3 separate regions of the Rattus norvegicus genome follow, and all the other regions are linked to region 3. The links are chromatin contacts, called in public Hi-C maps. All regions are on one chromosome and are shown on one strand. Each heading gives the region's core, a stretch centred on a gene start, on an enhancer-like site or on the middle of the called end of the contact. The rest is flanking DNA. Distances are from core to core; before and after follow the strand shown. Region 1 overlaps Ttc28 (tetratricopeptide repeat domain 28). Region 2 overlaps Chek2 (checkpoint kinase 2). Region 3 overlaps Ttc28 (tetratricopeptide repeat domain 28).

Region 1 (3,916 bases), core at 445-2,944, 290 kb after region 3:
TCTAAGCATCGCAGTGAGTAAATACCGCAGTGAATCCTAACACTTGAAACAGAATCTTCCAGAGTCCAGAAATCCACCTAGCTGCCAAGAATAATACTTCCTTGGTTCAGGCAATACCGGTACCCAGAGGGGTTTTCAGTGACATAACCATATGAGTTACTACATGTTGGGTAAAATAGGAAAAGCAGGCATTTGTGATGTACAGTTTGTAGAGATCTCTAAACTACTCACGGAGATTACACAAACGTAGAAGATTCTAGGACTATGCAGCATCTGTTTAAGATGTTTGATTATATGGGGTTTTCGTGTGTTCTCATGGGGGTGGGGGTGGGGAGTTCACAAACCTCTTATACCAATCTAGTTGAACGGAGCCCTTTGATAAGAACCTAACAAATATGTGAGTGATTTTGCCTTTGGGCTGAGGTAGAAACAACTGCCACTGGATAAAATCGAATCAATTGGATACCAAAGAAAACCTTTGCATTCGTGGGGCCATAATGAAGCCCGGTCTGCTCGGCTCCCTGGCAGTCAAACCAGCGCCGTGTCGTCTCAGTACTTCACACATGATTTCTATTTCAGCTCTGATGTCAAACTCGACATCACACATCATGGCACAAAGAAAGAACCAGTTTAGCTACTTGAGTGAAACACCAGACAGCTGCTAGCAGAGACAGGTCACGGCTGGGGAGGGGCACGGCACATTCAGTTCGCTGTGTTTTCCTTCGGAAGAATGTCAATAAAAACCATGGCCAAATGAGGTATTGAAGGGAAAGTCCCGCTATGCTGTAAACCGCTGTGTTAACCTAAGAGTGGCAGTCAGGCAAGTTTGCAAAGGGGAACCCTGGCCAAACACACAGCTGCCAAGAACTTGAAGAAAGCTGTCTTTCTCCCTCTGTGTCCCAAGGAAGGGACCGGTCCCACATTTAGAAACGTTATTTCGGGGACCAATAGCAATTTATTTTGATAGAACCACTAGATGTTTTTTCCTCCGGTTCTCAACAAAGGAGCCATATTAGGAAATAATCTTGCAAAAAGCAAAGTACCCCCTCCCCCTTGCCCACGATCGATGCACACACCACGCGGCGCACAATGGCCGGCGCGCCCGCACTCGCCCACGCGGCCGCGGGTCCCCGCAGCCGCCCCGCCGCAGCCCTGGCGCCAGAGGCCGGGCGGTCGCGGGGAGCTGCTCCGCGCTCGCTCCGGGGCTGCCCGCCCCCCAGCGGGGCCCAGGGGAAGCGGCTGCCAGCGGCCCGGACGCCGGTCCCCGAGGGGCAGGGGGCGCTCCGACGCCCACCTGCGGGCCTAGCGGGGCGGGCGAGCCGCTGCTCCGGGCCAGCACGCGGGGCTGAGGCTCAGCTGTCACCCCGCCGGGCCTCGCGCCCCCGGAGGCGAGAACTTGGCGGGCGGTGGGCGCACGGACCCAGATGGCCTCGGGGTCCCACGGGGCCCCCTCCCCGCCAGCCCCACCGCTGCCGTCGGCGCACTCACCTTCTTCCGGGGCTGCCATTTCATCATATTTGTACAGCCGACCCGGGACGCATCAAGAGGTGGGCTGGGGACTGGGGGCAGACGCAGGGCGGCGGCGACTGCAAGTCATGCTGCCTCCTTGAACCCCCTCGTTCTTTCCCGGATAGGATAGGACGGACAGTCTTCGTCTTCGGTTCAGCGCGAAGTACCGCGGCCACCACACTCACTCTCCCTCGGGGCTAGGACGTCCCGGCGGCCAACGGCGCGCCCGGGCCGGAACGGGGCATGTTCCCTGACCCGCGCCTGCGAAAAGGCTCCAGGAAGGAGCTCTCCGATGGGCCGCAGACCCCTCAGAGCAGAGACCAACAGCAGAAGCTACCACAGAAACCTGGCCGGGCTCCTGCCATCCAAGCCCCTCTTGGCGAATTCTCCTCTTCTCAAAAAAAGAAAAAGATTAGACAAGCAATCAAACCCTCACACGCAGCCTGGAGCAATTCCCAAAATTCTGGGTGTATTTCTCGTTTGTAAAAATTTAGCAAAGAAAATTCCAAAGATCTGTAATCAGAGCTTCTTTGCGCAGTTTTCTGCTTCTTAGACAACTTGGGATCGGATCTGCCCATCCGAAATGTCCACCTTCCCTGAACACAGTCAGTAGGAAAACTTGGTTTGTGTGTTTAGAACCTACGTGGGGAAAGGCTGGAAGGAAATCCTGCAAGACCCTAACTCCACGGCTCAGTCTGCACTAATGACTTCCTTCCCTTCGGTGTGAGCACAGCCAGCCCAGTTCCAGCCACACAGAGCACAGAGTTTCTGGGTCTTAGTGCCACGACATCTACCACACAGCAAAAAAGTGAAGCTACAGTTCCATAGGCGTCCACAGGCCGGCTCGGAAACCTCTCAAGAATTCTTATATTTGGGTGAGCTACACGGAGAAATAAAAGGGGCAAGAGTCCAAATCAAACTTGCACAGAGGGGCTGGAGAGATGGCGGCGGGGCTAACTGTACAGAGGACCTGTTCCCAGAGGCCACGCCACTTCCTGGGGATCTGACCTCCACTGACTCCTGCATATGACTGTGCACCTAAACTCATACAAGCAAATGCACTTAAAACGTAAATAAAATAAATAATAAATGATTTTTTAAAAAGCTATAAAAATTCTGATTTAAAGAAAAGATTTGAGATCTCGAACAAGAAAAATTAATCAGAAACTTTACCACAAATAAACTTAAATATAGATTTTATTCCTTCTCTAAATTAAATTGCTTTTAAAGATTAACAGAGTCTCACTATATAGGTAACTTGTGATGTCAATCCATCCATCCTTCCACTTCAGCCTGCTGACAGACTGAGTAGCATTAATTGTACTACTATAAAATACTGCAGCCTGGCATTAGTGGCACACGCCTTTAATCCCCAGCACGAGGGAGGCAGAAGCAGAAGGATGTCAGAGTTTAAGGCCAGCCAGGGCTACAGAGTGAGTTCCAGGATAGCCAGGGCTACATAGAGAAACCCTGTCTCAAAAAAACCTATCTTGAAAAGCCAAATAGATGGACGGATGGATGGATGGATGGATGGATGGATAGATAGATAGATAGATAGATAGATAGATAGATAGATAGATGGCAGATAGATGATAGATAGATAGATAGATAGATAAATAGATGAGATGATAAACAGATATAGATGGACTGTTTTATTCCTCTTTGTGTAATAATTCCATCTTATAGATGATTGATCTATGAGTACAAAATACTATATAATACTATTATCATTTATTATCCAACATACCTATCACCTGCCATTCCACCCTAAGGCTATTTCGGGAGATGCTGATATAACTGGCACTAGAGGTGCACACACTATTAACTGCATCCAACATTCCTATGCACTATCAGAACTAGCTTATGCAGGAAATCTGATGCAGGCACGGGTGTCACTCACTGAAACACACAAAACAATTGAGAGTCGACATCAGTGGCCACACAGATCTCTCTCACTCCACCTTTCACACGAGGTTAGCTGCTCAACTGAAACACACACAGAGCTTGAGGACTGGAAGTCAGACCTACAGGACCTGACTCCCGAGCCTGGGTCATGACACACTGAACCCCACAGCTACATGCCTCATAGCCCTGCCCTGTCCTTGTACATGGGGTGGTGAGGGAATGAAGAAAAGACAGATAGACGGACACCTGGGATCAGATGGTCTGGAATCTCTAATGGAGAAACCTCAGCACCCTGGAAGTTCAGCATGTTTAGTATCTGGAGTTGAACAGAGGTGAGGTTACTGCATTCAGATGAACAAGGAGGGGAGGTTACTATAGAGGAGCAAGGAGGCAGGATCTATGGTGTGCACGGGACCAAGGAGACACAGCTAGCAATGTTGTTGGAGCAGTCTTTGCAGGGAGCAGTCTTCAAGCCTTAACTAGCCAGAGGAGAAAGCTTTTG
Region 2 (3,814 bases), core at 420-2,919, 440 kb after region 3:
ACTGGGTCCTTGTTTGGGGGGGGTGGGTTCCAAGTACAGGAGAAGGCGGAATGGAATGTAGCTGACTGCTCACTGAGAACTCACACAAGAAACACATCGTACAGTGTCAGCAAGGAATAGTTCAAATCTGTTTAGCAGGTTTTCCCAGACGTCTCCTCATTCGTCAAAACAGGAACCTGACAAGAGGCATGAAAAGAAGCGGGAGCTGGATACTCCGGGGAGGGGGTACGGTATTTTCTCAGCAGACCTGAGATCTAGATTCAGTCCCAGCACAGGAGCAAAAGTCCTTCTTCTCAGCAGGACACAAGATCAGAGACCATGAAACTATTATGTAATCCCAGCACTTGGGGGTGTGGGGGGAGGAAAAATCAAAGATTCAAGGCCAGCCTCGGCTATAAAGCAAGTTCAAGGCTAGCCTGGGCAACAGGAGACCCTGTCTCAATAACAGAGAAGGCTAAGGAGGAATCCCAATTATACTCCCAGATAACAGATTCTTGCGCTCCAGCACCAGAGTCACGGAGAATGGAACCTGTATGATAAATCCTCTCATTGTATAAGACCTTTGAAGCATGGATAACAGTTTATCATCTGTGCTGGGGACACAGCACTGCAGGCGGGGAGAAGCAGGTTTAGATTCTCTAGAAGGCAGACTCAGCATTACAGTTTCCACTCAGAAAGCTACCTGTGTTTAAAACTGACAGCAAAGCTCAGGGCAGGTAAGAAACAGGCTGAGTTTCAGGAAGACAGAAGCCAGCACAAAGAAGTGATCACGAGAGACTCAGACAGAGAGCCAGGAATCCTTTCAGGTTTGACACTGTAAGAAGTGAGACTCATCCCAGCACTCTTCATGGTTCACTGCAACTGTTGCTGCATACACCCTTCCTCCTGCAGTGAAAAGTCCCACAGTGAACACCCACAGCTTCCCAACGTAGACATGGAAACAGGGCTCAGTGCTGCTGAGACGTCTGTCTTAATTAATATCAAAGTTAACCAGGAAAACATTTAGGAAGATGTCCTTTGTTTAAGTGAGAGAGAGAGAGAGAGTGTGTGTGTGTGTGTGGTGTGTTGTGTCTGTCTGTCTGTCGTCTGTCTGTCTGTCTCTGTGCATGCCACCAAGCATGTGTGGAGGTCAGAGAAAAACTTGTGGGAACTGGTTCTCCTGGTTCTCTCCTTCCTCCATGAGAGTCCTAGGGATCAAACTCAGATGGCCAGGCTTCACAGCACGTTCCTTCTTTACCCTCTGAGTCACTCTGCCAACAGTGAATGTGTTTTAAAAAATAAGACAAAACTAGGCAAAGCAGGCTGCGGCAGGAAGATTGCTTGAGCCAGGAATCCGGGCCTAGCCTGGCCAATTCAGCCAGTTCCTGTGGAAAAGAACAAAAACAAACTCCACTCAAAGAGGCGGAGACAGAGGGTCATGTGAGTCCAGTATTCCCAGACTTGCCAGGGTAACAAGGCAGGACTGTCTCCTAACAACAAAAAGAAAAGGAAGAAAAGGGATTAGGGAGGGGGAGAAAAGGCAGAAGGAAAATGGAAGCAAAGGGAGAGCAGGGAAGGAAAGGAGAGGAAAGAGAAGAAGCTGCTCTCAAAGTACAAGACAGGCAAGCAGGAAGGCTGGCCGCTGGAGTGCGGAGGTTAGAGGATCCAGAATTGTAAGCAGGCTGTGGAGACATTGTATCGAACACAGTGATCTAGAATAAATAAACCTTCAAATTCTTGGAGAGTTGTGAGGAGGTGGAAGACAGAAAAGAAATTCTGACCGGAGGTTAGGAGAAGAGGAAATCTTCAGTTACTCTAGCAAGATGTGGGTCAAGTTTAACACTAACACCTACTGAGCTTGCATTATGGGTTCTCATAAACTAGTGAAGAGACTGGGAGAACCCGCAAAAAGAAGCCAATATCAGTCAGACCTGTAGGCTACAGCCCTATGTCTTCCACAGATATAAAGTCATCCTTACAAAACAGGTAAGGTAGCAAGCGCAAGGCCCTGGGTTCGGTCCCCAGCTCCGGGGAAAAAAAAAAAAAAAAAAAAAAAAGACAAAACAGGTAAGGACCACGTATATTCAACACCTATGCATCAGACATAACAACGGGATTCTTCCTACCTGTCAGACACCATGGGTTTAACTGGATTACTCCAAATAATAATTATTTAAAAGGATCCAAATAAAAGATATTTAAAAGGACCCAAATTCAGATATAATTAACCTCACTAAAACTTTCATTTTCTTTGCAAATATTACTAATCTTTTTAAGGTTTTCGTCCAGACCTCAATAAAAATATCGAGTATTGAATCATGAATCACGGAGCCCTTCACACAGGGTTGTATTCTTAAAACTTGGAAGTAAAACTCGTCCGAGGTAAATAAGCCATATGTGTTCTCACAAACACACAGAGGAGCCCCAAGTAGCCTCCTATGGCAACACAACTGACAGTGATACTTACATGATTCAGCTTCTTCAAAATTTCTATTTCAGTTTCCACACTGGGAGCTGTGTCCTTAAATAAACAGGATAGCATTGAGTTCATTAGTAATAATAATCATAATGGCCAGTATTTAAAAATATATTTATAGTTAAATTTCATTTAGGATGCCTCAGTTACAAGCCAGGCCCAGCTCTCCCAGAGGACACAAGACTCCATTTGCGTAAAATGGGCTTCAGCTAAGAAATCCAGATTTAAATTTTTTTTTTAGTTTTTTTTTTTTCACTTTTACTTTATGTACGTTGGTGTTTCGACTGGATGCATGTCTGTGTGAGGGTGTCCGATCCCCTGGAACTGGGATCACACACTGCTGTGAGCCACCATCGCAGCAAAGAACTGGACACGGGTCATCTAAAGGACCAGCAAATAAATGCCCTTAACCACTGAACTATCTCTCCATCCCCCACCCCCAGGTTAAAAATGTTTAAATCCAGACATTTTCTTTGCACTTTCACACTCATTACATTTCAGGGGCTGGGGTGGGGGTGAGGAGGTTCTGTTAATGGAGAGGTCATACAGAGTCCAGTGAATGGAAGATTCAGTTAAGTAAAGATTGGTTCTTAAGTTTTCAACAACCTAGGAGACAGCCTTTTCCTCCCCTAAATGGGAAGCAAATCCAGAATCATGAGGTCAGAAATCTATAGCCAATTGAACACAGACCGGAAATTCCCCCTGCCATGTAAGAATAGAATTATCTTGGGAAAAACAATCTGAAGAATGTTAAAGCCAGAAACAGCTGGCTGGAAAGGAAGAAATGCCTGGGCCCTGCTTTGATGTTTCTTTGCCGGGTTATATGGGGGGTCGGGGGGTGGTGGGGTGGTGAACGGACACGACACAGACAATACAGTTGGCTACTTCACTCATTCGGTAAATGTGAATTACAGAAAAAGTGATAAATAGTTGCTATATAAAGATAATTTACATTCTAAAAAAAAATGCAACTGATCATTAGAAATGTCACCTCATGGGGCTGGGGATTTAGCGCAGTGGTAGAGCGCTTACCTAGGAAGCGCAAGGCCCTGGGTTCAGTCCCCAGCTCCGAAAAAAAGAACCAAAAAAAAAAAAAAAAAAAAAAAAGAAATGTCACCTCAGGGTTGGGGATTTAGCTCAGTGGTAGAGCACTTGCCTAGGAAGCGCAAGGCTCTGGGTTCGGTCCCCAGCTCCGAAAAAAGAAAAAAAAAAAGAAAAGAAATGTCACCTCGGTGGTAGAGTACTTGTCTGGTATTCCTGAGTCCCTGGGTTTTATAAAAGTGTGTTTCTATAGCTAACTAACTCCTAGCCAACACCCGAAAGAGCAAAGAATTATCTGCATAAATTATGATGAAGTGG
Region 3 (3,845 bases), core at 752-3,251:
GGGGAAATCATACGAGAACTGTGAGTTGCTGAGGGATGCTCCCGCCTCTATAGACAGAATAACTGCCTGCGACGGTCCTGCCTGAAACAGGCCCCTGAACGTTCAGATCCACCAAGGTCCCCGCATTAAATTAAGCAGGGACGTGGCAGCCAGAGAGCAGGGTGGGCTGTAGTCGGTGTCTACAGCACTGGACACTGGTTCTGTGTTTGAGACCCAGGCAAAGAGCAAGGGGGATGGCCTGGGTCATCGGGATAAACATCTAGGATTAGGTAGGTGTGGCTGGCATTCACTCCTAGCACCAACAGGGGGCTTCCCTGAGCCTCATGGCCTGAATGTGTGTAGAGCAGAGTGAAGCACACGCTCAGACCCACCAACGTGACTACCAGCAGCCAGTGGAGAATGCGTGTCCACAGAGTGCTCTAGGTGGGTGTGTGCGGGCACTGGCCAGAAAACGGTGTATTCTGATATCAAGGAACCTCCCGTCCCAGGAACCACTTACCCCTTCCATGGGCGCGATGAGCAGATCGTACAGGGCACGGAGTGGGGGCTTGGCCAGTGAGTTCTGCCTCCTGGGCAGGGAGGAGGTCCCGTCCTTGCTGGGTGATACCGTACCACTGAACAAGCTTGTCATGCTCTGGCAGCTCCTGTGGAGACAGGACCAGGGTCGGAATCAGGCTCACCCATCAGCCATCGTTCTGGTTGCCTGCAGGGCCTCACAGCATGACTGCCAACTGCAGCTCATGCTTGTCCCTTGCAGGGGTGTGGGGGTGGGGGCTGTCATACAACATGTGAGTTCTGTACATAACAGCACGCATGAATCTGCGGTGTCAGCTACATAATCGGACATTGTGAAGTGCTGGTCCTGCACGGAGCAATTGTGCTCTGTCAAGGACAAGGATTAGGAAGGGCCAGTGCAGATGCCAGGCTGACAAGGAAGATGACATCCAGTAGCAGTGAACTCGCCTTCTAAGACAGTGATCGGCAGGCCAAACCCAGCCAGACCCTGGCGGTGGCCCCTCCATTTCACAGGGGTCCCTTGAGAGATTGGAAAGTGCTTGTAGAGGAAACACTCTGCAGCTATTTGGGGCAGTTTCACTAACACAGAGGCATCTTCATCCCCAGGACCCCTGAGTCACACACTCAAAGGGTGACAAGGACACATGCTGACGAATGCAGAAAATGTGTCTAAGCACTAGCTGGCTGCTAGGCACAGTCATGGCCTCCGGGCCCTGGATGAGCACTAAGGTTGCAGGTAAATAGGGAGGAGGTGGCAGACTCTGCCTGTCTGCCTGGCAGCCTGATTTGAGGCCTCAACATGGCCAGCTGGTAGCGCTCTCTGTGAGACTGCCCAGTGTTAGCAGTGAATTCCACTGTATGCCACAGGACCTATACTGGCAGGGACTGTGCTAGGTGCTGGATGGAGCAGCCGGCTGTGGCAAGTGCTCTGCCTGCTCGTTTGTGACAGCTGGGGTTCCAAGACCCCCCCCAATCCCCCCCCACCCCCGTGTGCCTTTCTCACCCAGGTCTTCCCAGCCCCACCTATTTCCAGGGGGCACGGAAGCATTGTTCCAGCTCCTGGGGTGCAGGGGCCTCAGCAGCTGCTCCCCTCTACTCGGGAAATATAATTACAGGTGCCAGGGTGTGCTACAGCTTTGCTGTCAGAGCCAGTGATGTGCAGAAGACCCTGGAGAGACACTCCACATCCAAGGACAGCTCTCCCCTGAAGGTGAGATGTGCAAACTGTTCTCTGAAGAGATGCTTTCAGCAGTGCGCAGCTCACTTCTGGCTGCACAAGAGAGCTTGGCTCAGTTCCCGCTTCCCATCAGCCTGGGAGCAGGCTGGCTCCCCGAGGAAGCCCTCAGGGGCCCAGTCCCTTCTTTCATCTCTGCAACTGCCCTGGGCCTGTGACGCACAGAATTTCACAGGCAGGGCTGGGGTCAAGCTTTGTATGCCACGGCTCTGGACTTGCACTACCACGGAGATCCAGCAGGTGGCGGTAGATCACTGCCTTGCCATCCATTCCCTGCTCCACTGGGGCTAAGTGAGCATCATGGATGCCTTCTCTTTGCTGGGGTGGTGCTTGACCAAAGAACCCTTATGTCCCTTACCCCACCGGTCAGTTAAGTGAGTCAGAGTCAGACACATAGAAGTGTGTGATGCAAGGTAACCAGCATCTTGGGGGTGGAGAAAGAAATCCTGGACCAGATTCGGACTCTAGAGGTGTGTAGCCCAGAGGATGGGGGAGCGAGCACACGGACCCACAGGGACAAATGCAAGGGAGCAGGCAGTGACCTCACTACCCAAAGCACCAGGGAATCTGCGAGGAAGAGAGTGCTCAGCTAGGGTAGCCTAGGAAGGGGGGGGAGGGAGGGAGGGAGGGAGGGGGAGAGAGAGAGAGAGAGAGAGAGAGAGAGAGAGAGAGAGAGAGCGAGCGAGCGAGCGCGAGCGCACGTGCGCCATGCTTGGCTGTGTTCCAGTGCCAGGCGAAGATCTCTGGGCCCTACAGAGGGGACGGACAGTGGGTGACGCTGAGACCTTCTGACTTAGCATCCTGGAACGGGGTAAGGTGGTTGAGTAGAGGTCTGGAGACCACCCTCTTGCCTCAGGGTGCAGGTGAGGGATGAACTCGATCTTGCCACCACTCTGTTGAGAGGCCCAAGATGTCTCACGGAGCACCAGCCACCTGGAGAGGCCAGCTTCCAGGATTACACCACATCGCTGCTCCCTGTGAATGAGTGCTGAGGCATGGGGTGGGGGCAGCCAGAGGGGTCCCCTGCACGCTGGCTGTCAGCCTTCCTTATGCCACAACCCTTCAACACAGTCCCTCATGTTGTGACTCCCAACCATAAATTTTTTTCGTTGTTACCTCATAACTGCAATTTTGCTAATGCTATGGATCTTGATGTAAAAATCTTGTGTTTTCTGATGATCTTTGGTGACCCCTGTGAGAGGGTCATTTGACCTCCGAAGAGGTCGAGACCTACTGCACTAGCATATCCGGCTGGGACTGGAGTTACTAGGCATGGGCTGTGGAGACCAGAGCTAGGCTTCCAGTACTCGCTGTCATCTACTGCAGCTGGGTATCGCCATACCAGGGTCATGGCACTCCAGGGGCTACCACTTCAGTCTGATCTCACCTCCCAACCTTCTATACACTTTTGAGGGATTAGTTTATTGTAGGCAAGAAAGTGAATTAAGTAGTGAAGAGACCCTCTTGTTTCCACACTCAGCCTCGCTCTTGCCTGACAAGAGTCCACCAGCTACGAGATGCTGTTGGCATACCAGGAAGGCAGCTGGTATTTGCAAAGTAGGTCCTTAGTTGCCATGCTGAGGGGACGGGGGAGTCTGTGCAGTGCTAGGACTGGGGAAGGTGTCTACTCGGTGTTAACTACAACCCTGTGAAGGCCTGAATCTGGTTCTGGGCTTGCCGCACTTGATCACAAATCAAAATCATATTCCTTGCCACACGGGTGGAGAAGATGCCCAGCCTGATCTCACACCTCCTTGCATCTGGCTGTGTCCTTACAATGCAGAGGGACACCCCCAAGGGCAGGAGGGAGGAAAGACCAGCCTGGCCCTCAAGCATTCGGCTTCTTTCTCTAAGTTGCTGGGGCCTGGGAAGGCAAACACTGCTGCCAGCCTGATAACAATGACAGGAAACCAGGCTGCTGCAGACAAGGTACACAGTGCCCACACATAGGGCTGCCAAGCAAGGCTACCCACCCAGTCTGGTCCCTCTGCAGTTCTGGGACAGCCAGCATCCCTTTGAAGACAGGAACTATGAATTCTGACAAAATACGGCTAGCCTAAGTCTGAGAGAGAAGCAGTTTCACCCGTGACCCACC

The links. Hi-C and Micro-C count contacts between places; a contact is called where the count stands out from the background.
Region 1: a Hi-C map of Schwann cells shows a contact between it and region 3, with 5 times the contacts expected there. The contact joins two enhancer-like sites. A contact is called at or near these places in 8 of 12 Hi-C or Micro-C datasets (the Rat2 cell line, Schwann cells, frontal cortex and 5 more) and 1 of 1 datasets of contacts at active chromatin or transcription factors (oligodendrocytes).
Region 2: a contact with region 3 is called in a Hi-C map of Schwann cells, with 5 times the contacts expected there. The contact joins two enhancer-like sites. A contact is called at or near these places in 10 of 12 Hi-C or Micro-C datasets (the A7r5 cell line, the Rat2 cell line, Schwann cells and 6 more) and 1 of 1 datasets of contacts at active chromatin or transcription factors (oligodendrocytes).

The regions. Positions count from the first base shown.
Region 1 is chr12:51,316,202-51,320,117 of GRCr8, forward strand. The region is part of intron 1 of Ttc28 (tetratricopeptide repeat domain 28); the gene reads right to left. Among named protein-coding and RNA genes, the nearest start is that of Ttc28, 130 kb to the right of the region's middle. Within about 2 kb of position 1,695, at least 64 of the 93 cell types and tissues checked have an H3K27ac peak or open chromatin away from gene starts, as enhancers often do. A contact at or near this core is called in Schwann cells, where this site is marked.
Region 2 is chr12:51,460,707-51,464,520 of GRCr8, forward strand. It overlaps Chek2 (checkpoint kinase 2), which reads right to left. Exons shown (of 15, transcript NM_053677.1): 7 at 2,447-2,500. Among named protein-coding and RNA genes, the nearest start is that of Chek2, 18 kb to the right of the region's middle. Within about 2 kb of position 1,670, at least 50 of the 93 cell types and tissues checked have an H3K27ac peak or open chromatin away from gene starts, as enhancers often do. A contact at or near this core is called in Schwann cells, where this site is marked.
Region 3 is chr12:51,023,245-51,027,089 of GRCr8, forward strand. It overlaps Ttc28 (tetratricopeptide repeat domain 28), which reads right to left. Exons shown (of 22, transcript XM_063271797.1): 13 at 500-644. LOC134481214 (a long non-coding RNA gene) reads left to right here. Exons shown (of 6, transcript XR_010056621.1): 3 at 1,632-1,726. Among named protein-coding and RNA genes, the nearest start is that of Pitpnb, 67 kb to the left of the region's middle. Within about 2 kb of position 2,002, at least 10 of the 93 cell types and tissues checked have an H3K27ac peak or open chromatin away from gene starts, as enhancers often do. A contact at or near this core is called in Schwann cells, where this site is marked.